Linked DNA regions of Pan troglodytes: region 2 is linked to region 1. Evidence: chromatin contacts called from public Hi-C data. All regions are on one chromosome and are shown on one strand. Each heading gives the region's core, a stretch centred on a gene start, on an enhancer-like site or on the middle of the called end of the contact. The rest is flanking DNA. Distances are from core to core; before and after follow the strand shown.

What was found. Hi-C and Micro-C count contacts between places; a contact is called where the count stands out from the background.
Region 2: a Hi-C map of stem cell-derived neural progenitor cells shows a contact between it and region 1, with 4 times the contacts expected there. The contact joins two enhancer-like sites. A contact is called at or near these places in 3 of 7 Hi-C or Micro-C datasets (blood, induced pluripotent stem cells and stem cell-derived neural progenitor cells).

What each region holds. Positions count from the first base shown.
Region 1 is chr5:10,260,308-10,265,281 of NHGRI_mPanTro3-v2.0_pri, reverse strand. No RefSeq gene overlaps it. Among named protein-coding and RNA genes, the nearest start is that of ECI2, 180 kb to the right of the region's middle. Within about 2 kb of position 2,396, at least 2 of the 24 cell types and tissues checked have an H3K27ac peak or open chromatin away from gene starts, as enhancers often do. A contact at or near this core is called in stem cell-derived neural progenitor cells, where this site is marked.
Region 2 is chr5:10,885,376-10,890,349 of NHGRI_mPanTro3-v2.0_pri, reverse strand. The region is part of intron 2 of CDYL (chromodomain Y like); the gene reads right to left. Among named protein-coding and RNA genes, the nearest start is that of RPP40, 72 kb to the left of the region's middle. Within about 2 kb of position 2,544, at least 5 of the 24 cell types and tissues checked have an H3K27ac peak or open chromatin away from gene starts, as enhancers often do. A contact at or near this core is called in stem cell-derived neural progenitor cells, where this site is marked.

The sequences.
Region 1 (4,974 bases), core at 1,147-3,646:
AAAATGACTGAAAATATTATGATCCAGGAAAGGTTAAGAGCTACTCATTTAAGAAAACTGACAAAGAAAAGAACCACTAACTGGGAGAGAGAATAGCCTTAGATTCTGTATGATGTTCTGCACCTTCTTTTTAAATTCCCCAGCTATTGATCTGGAATTTTATGTATAACTCTAGCACCTGCCAACAAACTCTAAGGTTAGCCTATGCAAGGAAATGAGGAGAAAGAGTGAAATAATTGTATTTAATGGTTTCTGGTTTGACTCTCTACATGGGGCTTGTGACCTTAGCTAAATTGAAGCCTTGGATGGCTATGAAGGGGACAATCATGAAGTTGGCCCTGACCCTTGCTTGTAGTTCTTTAAAGTCTTTATAGTAATGATTTTATTAAATAAATAGCTTTGCAAAGCCTGTACAATTATTGTTGTCATAATCATTAATGTAATTTATCAAATGGCAGAGACTACTGAAGCTTGCTTGGTTCCTTAAAAGGCATAGGGAATTGGTGGGAAATGCCAAAATCCTGAAACGGTTTTTCATTACAACGAAAGCGAACAATGAGGATATTGTTGTCAGATATCTCAATGAGGCAAATAAAGTATAGAAAGAAGAATTCCTCTTCTTTTAAAAATAACATTTCTTCTGATTGTAAAAATAACCCATAGGCATTGGAAAAGCTGTAAAAATGTAAAAACAGCAAAAACAAGTAAATAAATGCCAACCATATCCCAACAGCCATACATAATTATTATAAACATTTTGATGTATTTTTCATCTTTCTTCTAAAAATATTTTTTGTATAATTGGGAGTAATATTGTATTGTACATAACATTTTTGTATCCTAAGATTTTTTTCACTTAGTATTATAATTATGATCTTTCCTACCATCATTACTTTTCAAAAACATGATTGTAATAGCTATTTTTCCTTCTTTATAAGTGCTCCTTCAGTAGATATATTGTGATGAGTATAAAATATGTTTCTTATGTTCTCAAGATATAGCATTAGTTTTATGTTTAAATGCAATCATAGGAACTGGGCCTTTCTATTGCCTTCTTGTCTCTTTTGTGTAGATCTTTCAGTAGAAGCTCTCTTAAATGACCTTCGCTTAGCTGACTCTCCAGATTAACTGACTGACCTTCTGTTTACTCTATTTTTTCATGACCATGCTGAATCCCTATAGCCCAGTAGTCTACTGTGATACACTGATATACTTTTGCTCTTCCTATTTTATTTGTATGCTTACCAAGAGTTGATTGGGTTTGTTCCCAACCTGTTTCTGCCACCTGTACATATTATAATGATTACGCAATTTAATTATATACTTCACCAACCTATAAAATCTCAGGGTTAAAAGAGTGTAATTTCCATGAACATAAAGTAGAATCCTTCAGAAACAGTCTATAAAGAAAAGTCACTTAAGATATTTTTACTGACAAATAATTGTTTACAAAAATCAATCATTTCTATATACTAGGAATTATAATTTGAAACTGAATGTTAAAAAAACAGCATTTATGATTGTTCACAGGATCTATATGCTGAAAACTATGAAACAGATGAAAGAAATCAAAGAAATCAAAGATCTAGATAAAAGCAGAGATACACAATGTTCATTGATTGGAAAACTCAACATAGTAAGAATGAAAATTTTCCCCAAACACATCTATAAATTTACTGCAATTCCAATAAAAAGTTCAGCCATATATGTACACATGCTGATTCTAAATTTCAGGTGAAAAGGAAAAGGAATTAGGATAGCTAAAACAATTTTTGAACAAAAAGAATAAAGTTGGATTAATAACACTACTAAAGTAATCAAGATAGTATAATAGGACTTTTGATTTCAAAATGGCAGAGTAAAAGCAAGCTGGTTTCACTCTCCCCACAAAAACCAAAAACAAATACACAGTACTGAGATTATTGCCAGCAATATCCCAGAACTCAAATATCAGAATGAGACAGTTCCCAGGGCAACAGAGCTGTGAAATCACTCGGGGCAGATAGTAAAAGGACTACCGTATCCATGACACCCCTCCCTCCAAGTCTGCCTGGCACAGCACCAAGCATGAGAAAAATTTCTCCCTGACTCACAGTTTCTACACTGGAAAAAGTGAGACCGAGGTGCACAACCAGCTTCTTTACCAACTTGGGCTCCCTACTACAACAGTCCCTGTCTCAACCCATGGGAAGCATCAGGAGTGCCTGAAAGGAGAAATAACCCTGATTACAGCCAGTGACAAAGGTGGGGGGGTATTACCATTCCCAGACCCTGAAGCTTTACTATGTAACTAGGCCAAAGGAAATGCCAAATTAGCGTGGCTGTCCAGCAGCACTACACTGTGGAAGGTTTGTTCCACAGGTCCCCTGGGCATAAACTCCTAGCCAGCCTTCCCACACTACCAGGATGTCCCCTTTGAGATCTCTCCCATTTGGAATGGGCAGCACTCTGGTTGTTTACTACAACTGAGGCAACCCTGGGCTTAAGGCACCATCTAGTGCCAAAAAAGAGGCAATAACATCATTGGGGGAAAAAAAAGATAATCTACAATTAAATTACAAAGAATTTCTAGGAAAACTTATCCAATAAAACCCAAAACAATCCAGGCAGAGAAGACTGAAATAAATAATCCTTCAATGCAAAGATGTAAATGTACATCTACAAAAAACAACAGCAAATGGGGAACCATGACCTCCCCAAATGAACAAAACAATAAACCAGTAACTGACCCTAATGAAACTGCAATATGTATGCTCTCAGATCAAAAACTGAAAATAGCAGTTTTAAGAATACTCAGAAATCTCTAAGATAACACAGAAAAGCAATTGAGAAATTTATCAGAGAAATGTAACAAAAAGATTGAAATAATTAAAAAATCAAACAGAAATCATGGAACTGAGAAATACATTTGCTGAATTAAAAAATGCAACAGACTCTCAACAGCAGAACGGTGATATCAAGCAGAGGAAAGAATCAGTTAAGTTGAAGATAGGCTTTTTGAAAATGCACAGAAAAGAAAAAAAATGAAAAGAAACAAAGATCACCTAAAAGATATAAAAAAATTACCTTAAAAAACAAAATTTAAGAATTAATGGTGATCAAAACAGAGTTGAGTAAGAACAAGGGATAGAAGGTTTATTCAAAGGCATAATAACAAAACTTTTAACACTTGAGGAAAAATAAATAACCAGGTACAGAAAGGTCAGAAAACACCAGGCAGATTCAACTCAAATGAGACTACCCCTAGAATAAAATGTTCTACCCCTAATCAAATGTTCAAGAATAAAAAATAAGTAGAGAATCTTAAAAGCAGCAAGAGAAAAGAAGCAAATAACATATAAAGGAGCTCCAATTGATCAGCCAACAGACCTTTCAATGGAAATCCTACAGGCCAGGAGGGAGTAGAATGACATTTTCAAACTTCTGAAAGAAAAAAAAAGACTGTCATCCAAGAATACTATATCCAACAGAGCTATCCTTCTAATATGAAGCAGAGAAGTCTTTCCCAAACAACAAAAGCTGTGAGAATTTGTCACCAGACCCATCTGACAAAAAATGCTAAAGAGAGCTCTTCAAACTGAAAGAAAAAAATACTAACATGCAAAAACAAACAAACAAAAAAGTGTAAAGATATAAAACCCACTGGTAAAATTAAGTACATGACAAACCCAGAATACTCTAATACTGTAATTGTGTTGTGCAATCTACTCATAACTCCAGTAAGAAATCTATTAAAAACAATAATACCTACATCAACCTGCTAAAAGATAGACCACCAAACAATTGTTTTGCATTTATTTCTGGGTCCTCTATTCTTTACCATTGGTCTATGTGTCTGTTTTTATTTCATTACTGTGCTGTTTCAGTTAGTATAACTTTGTAGTATATTTTGAAGTCAGGTAGTGTGATCCCTCCACCTTTGCTCTTTTTGCTCAGATTGCTTTGGTTACCTGGAGTATTTTGTGATTCCAAACAAATTTTAGGATTACTTTTTCTGTTTCTGTAATGAATGTCATTGGCATTTTGATAGGGATTGAATTGAATCTGTACATTGTTTTGGGTAGCCTGGTCATTATAACAATATTAATTATTTCAATCCATGAACATGGAATGTCCTTCTATTTTGTTTTATTGTGTTCGATTTTTTTCATCAATATTTTATTGTTTCTCTTGTGGAAGTCTTTCACTACTGTGGTTAAATTTATTTCTCAGTATTTTTTTCTTTGCTATTATAAATTGGATTGCTTTCTTGATTTCTTTTTCAGCTAGCTCGTTGTTAATGTATAGAATCACTACTGATTTGCAGCAGAGAGGTGGGTCTCATTTTTCTAAAAATTTATTTAGCCAGTCTATATATTTTAATTGAAGAATGTGATCTATTTAGATTAAAGGTTATTATTGGTATGTGAGAACTTACTCTGTTTGTTATTTGTATTTTGATGCATTTGCATATTTTTTGTTTCTTTCTTCCTCTGTTATTGTTTATCTTTGCATTTTGGTGGTTTTCTGTAGTGATGCATTTTAACTACTTTTTCTTTCTTCTTTATGTCTCTGTTCTGCCAGTGAGTTTTACACATTCATGTGTTTTCATGATGGTAGATATCATTCTTTTGCTTCCAGATATAGGTCTCCCTAGTGTTTCTTGTAAGACCAGTCTAGTGGTAATGAATTCCATTTTTGTTTGTCTGGAAAAGACTTTATTTCTCCCTTCATTTTTGAAGGATAGTTTTTCTGGGTATGAATTCTTGGTTGTAAGTCTTTTTCTCTTTCAGCACTTTGACTATATCATGCCATTCTCTCTCTGCCTGTAAGGTTTCCGCTAAGAAATCTGTTAGTCTAGTGGGCATTTCCTTATATGTGACTTGATGCATTTCTCTTTCTGTTTTTAGAATTTTTCTTTGTCTTTAACTTTTGACAATTTTACTATAATGTGCCCCAGGGTGAAACTTTTTGAATTGAATACATTTAGAAACT
Region 2 (4,974 bases), core at 1,295-3,794, 620 kb before region 1:
AGAGTGGATGGGGAAAAAAGGAATGAAATGTAAGAAAACTAGATCAGACTTTACTAGTAGCATTAGCAATGGCAGAAGTTCTCTGAGGGCGGAGCATGAAGAATTATGAATCAGAAATATTTCCTCCAAAGTGAAAGAGAATAAGCCAAAGCCACCAGAAAACTCATGAATGGACATTTCAGAGGAGCCAAATAACCTCCCTGGCAAAACAACCTGACTTTCATTCAACTGGTGGAAATAATATTTTAATTGCTAGAGGTTTTTTTTAAAATTATATTTTTGAAAAATTTAAAGAGGTTATAATACATACATATGGTTCAAAAACCTAAAAATAGAAAAGATATTAAGGTGAAAGCCCCCCACAGCCTGATCCTGTTTATACAGGATCCCCCCGCCCTCTTAGCCACTGGGGCTGGGTTCTCAGGGGCCCCTCCAGAGTATCTCCATGGATATACAAGAAAACATCAATACAGACTTCTCCACCACCCTGGCTTTTAAAAGCACAGATGGCAGTACGCTAGATGTAGTATAAGATGCTGTATCTTATACATTGTTGTCTTGCTTGTACATATGTAAGATATACACATTGTTACATCTCATGGTTATTCCTTCCACAATATCTTAGAATGGCTCCTCTATCAGAACATAGCTCCCTGTTCTTTCCTAAGGCTGCGTGGCAGGCGAGGCCCAAGGTAGGGATGCACTGTAATTCATTTTCCAGTTCACACTGCAATACGCACTACTATTTAGTGACTTGTCGATATGACCAAGAACACAGTGACACATAATCCTGACCTCTGTCATCCCAGTGCTGTCAAATCTCTACAAGCTTCCAAAGGACTTGTAGCCTGGAGTAGTTCTAACTGGAGACCACTGGGTCGGATGTTACCAGTCAGCAAAGGTGTTGCTGAGTCCTTCCCAGGGACTCAGGAAAGACTTTTTCTTTTAACCTCCATCCTCTACCCTACCAGATCCTTCTCCCATCTTTGTTTAAAAACGTTTGACAATCTCGTCTCCCCTCAGGAACCCTCTCTAATCTGTTCCTCCAGTCTCAGTCCCGTCACGGCCTCACCTGTCTGCACTTGCTGTCTTCACCTCTCCCTCTGTCCATCATTCTTCAACCCATTCAACTGGGACCCAGAGTCCACATGGCCAGGAACCTTCTGAGTCTAGAGAAATGGATGCTGGATGACTCTGAACATGTGAGCCTGGGGGAGCGGAAGAGGGGCTTCCACAGGGCAGCCTGGAGTTGCTGAGGGAGGAGGCGAGGGAGAGATGCTTGCTCCTCCAGGATGAGCATCCAGGTGGAGATGCGCATAGCCCAAAGTGCACATCTAGATCAGGGGAGGGAAGTCAGGGTTGGAGAGAGGTACTTGGGGTTGGTGCCAGAAATGGCTGAACTGACAGTATGAGCTCCCAGGGGAAGACTGAGACAGAGAGTGAGCCTGCTGAAGCCAGCTGGGAAGTGCTGGGGAGGGGCACAGGCAGAGCCAGGAGGCAGCAGAGAAGCAGGAAGGCAATAATAACTGGTTTCCTCAAAGGAAGGAGAGCAGGCCACAGCAGTGAGGCTGTGTCTGCAGGGGCAGGTGTTACAGAGGTGGAGGAGAATGCAGAAGAGGTGACGCAGGGAGAAATGAGAGGCCACTCGTAAGCATGGGCAATGCTTCACTATGGCGTGAAGAGTGGAAGCCAGACCACAGGACACAATGAAAGACAACTAAAAATCGATCAATAAAAACACACGTAGGCACAGCAGGAGTTGTTAAAAGTGCAGGTGAGATGACATTGCCACTTAGGTGACAGCCGACAGCAACGATTTCCCTGCCTAAAAAGAGACCACACCAGGAACAATGCTGTGCAGAGGCAGGCAGAGGCTACGTGACACGGTGCTGGCATGTTGGGACAGGAGACAGACGTGGAGACTCTGGGCATTCTCAGAAGAAGGGGGTTCCTTCGGACTACACATGCCAGCAGCTGGTAATGCCAAGTGAGAGCTCCTGGGTCTTTAAGAGTTCCTCAACCCGAGCTGGATTTTTCAATTGCTGCTATATCCAAGCACAAAAAGCAGCATCCTGGCAACACAGGGAAGGCTTGGTGCCATGGCCCAAATGCCTGTGTCTCACCCAAATTCCCGTGGGGAAATCCTCACCCACAAGGTGATGGTCTGAGGAGGTGGGGCCTTTGGGGGGTGATTAGGTCATGGGGGTGAGGCCCTCATGAATGGGATGAGTGCCCTTATAAATGAGGGCCGACACCCCCTGGCTCTTCTGCCCTGTGACGATGCAGCAAAAAGGTGCTATTTGTGAACCAGGAAGTGAGCCCTCAGCAGACCCTGAACCTGCTGGCACCCTGATCTTAGGGTTCTCTCCAGAATTATAAGGATAATTAACACAATAATTCTGTTGTGTATTTACAAGCCACCCAGTTGATGGTATTTTGTTAAGGCAGCCCAAATGGCTAAGAAACCTGCCTCCCACCAGGGCAAAGCTGGCTGGCTTCAGGTCCGCTCTCCCCACCTCTGGAATGCTCTTGCTTTCACTGTGTCTTTCCTTTCTCTACGTAAAGGTCACACATTCCTTAAACTCTCCCAGCAGTTTTCCTGGTGGCTTCCTTCCACCGAAGCAACATTTCCAGGCCATGGAGTCCATGCAGCCTTTTTACGTGAGTCTCAGAAACAGCTTCAGCATTTTCTTTGAGGCGACAGTGCCTACGAACTATCCGTGGTTCTGCTAACTTAAAAATGGATTCATTTTGGCTCACGCTGACCAAGACTACTGAACTTGGCCTTCAGACTCCTGAGTTAAAACTGTGTTGGCTCCTCGTGCCAGTGAGGTCCCTGCTCATTTCAGACTCTGTGATCTTGTTGGAGCTTCAGCGACCACACCCCACCCCAATGTAATTCCTGGCACTCCCTGTTACTCATCTGAGTAGGGCATGTGACACTGAACTTTGCACTATTTAGGTAGAGAAGTATTCACAGCAGGATCGAATCTTGGAGTCACAGGCTGCCCGCACTGACTAGGACCCTGATCATCACATATGCCCCCTACTCAAGACAATCATGCCACAGTGTTCTCACATCACCCGGGGTTCTCATGCCACCCAGGGTTGTGCCCATCTCAGGACCTTTGCATGTGTTCTTCCCTCTGCCTAGAACGCCTATGACCTGGAATTCAAATGGCCAGTTTCTTCTGCTCATCTGGACGGCAGCTCAAATTTCAGCATCTCAGACAAGCCTTCTTGGGCCTCCCATCCTAATGCTGGTCCCTCCCATCAGCACTTCATATCACCCTGGTTTGTTTCCTTCAAAGCACCCATGAAAGTTATTTCTTTCTCATTGTATTTTTATTTACAGTATCATCGATGTACTCCACCAAGCTGTGTAAGAGCAGGGTCCTCGCCTGTCTTATCCACCCATCCCCAGTGCATACAACACTCAGTACATGTTTACTCAGTGAACTCATGGAAAGGGTCTTCAAGTCTCTTTAGTCCAGATCCCTCAATTTAGAGACAAGTAGCTAAGTGACTGGCCAAGTGTCACACAGCTCATTACCTCAACCCAAGCCAGGGATGGTAAGCTCCACACTTCAGAGCAGAAGTAGCTGCTAATGACTAAACAAATGGTAAACACTGAGATTCAGGAAAAAACCGCCCCCCTCACCCCAAACTGTGGAAATTAGTGCGACTCCCCTGGAACGATGACTCTCATCGTTGACACAGGAGTACAAGTTGCCTCTGTGAACTGAGAGTTCCTTACGGATTTGGATTCAGAGTACCAAGGCTTTCCTAGGATTTATTAACATAACATTCGACTAGGAAAGAAACCTATTTTAGTATCTCTTGCAGTAATTGATTTTCTTTTAATATGTTCAAGAGCAAAAAGGATATCCTCAAATACACATGGCAAATCTGTTAAATATCACTGCTTCAAAAACTGCAAGTCTCTAACAATGACTTGTGACACCCTCTTCCCACCTAAAGAGAACAGCGTCTGTACTTCTTCACCTGCCACTGATAGCTAGGAAACTGAATAAAATACACATAACAACTGTTTGCAGGCACTGGACCACAGGCTGTGCAGGGCAATGTTCCCAGAGCGAAAGGAGACAAACATGGTGAGCCTAACAGTCCACCCGCCTTTCCACCGAAAGCAGCTGCCACAATGCAGGTGCAGGGATGGGAAACCCAGACATAGCTGGCAAAAATGCTGTCTTAGAACAGATGACTTGGGGGAGGCCCAGGAGGCTGTAATTTGTGAGACATGATATGGAAAAAGAGGAAGCTACATAGATAAAAAGTTCCAGAGAGCCTAGGGGATCCCTTTGAGTCTTTGCTGAACCAATCTGAGCATGCACAGGGAGAAATTCCACAAGGCTGGGCAGTGAACAACTTTTGAGGAAAGAACAATTACCAGAGACCTATAAACTGAATAATCTCAAGTCTGCCTAGGGCCGGAAGTCCTCATCAGCCAGAGCAGAGATCTCATCAAATACATGAGGCATTCAGTAGAGAGACCCCAGATCAGGCACATATCAGCAGTGGAACTAATCTAGCTCTAGAATAAAGAATACTTAAAATTTCACTAACAAAGCTTCAAAGTAAGCTGTGAAAGGATCAAACTGATATACAACTAACAATTTCCTGCCAGAACAAATCTAACACTTTAAAAAAGCATACAACAAAATCCAGCACCCCAAAATGTAAAACACAATGTTCATCAACCAACCATTACTAGATAAGCAAAGAAGTGGGAAAATAGGACCAGTGACTAAGATAAAATCAGTTAATAAAGACGAAAAATGAGAGATGATGGTATTACGAGAAAAGAACATCTTCAAAACTGTTATAATCTCAATGTGCTCAAGGATTTAAAGAAAAACATGAACATAATGCAGAAATGAAAGACTAGGAATAAAAATTTCATTGAATGTGTTGAACCAATTAGATACTAAAAAGATCAGAGAACCTGAAGGC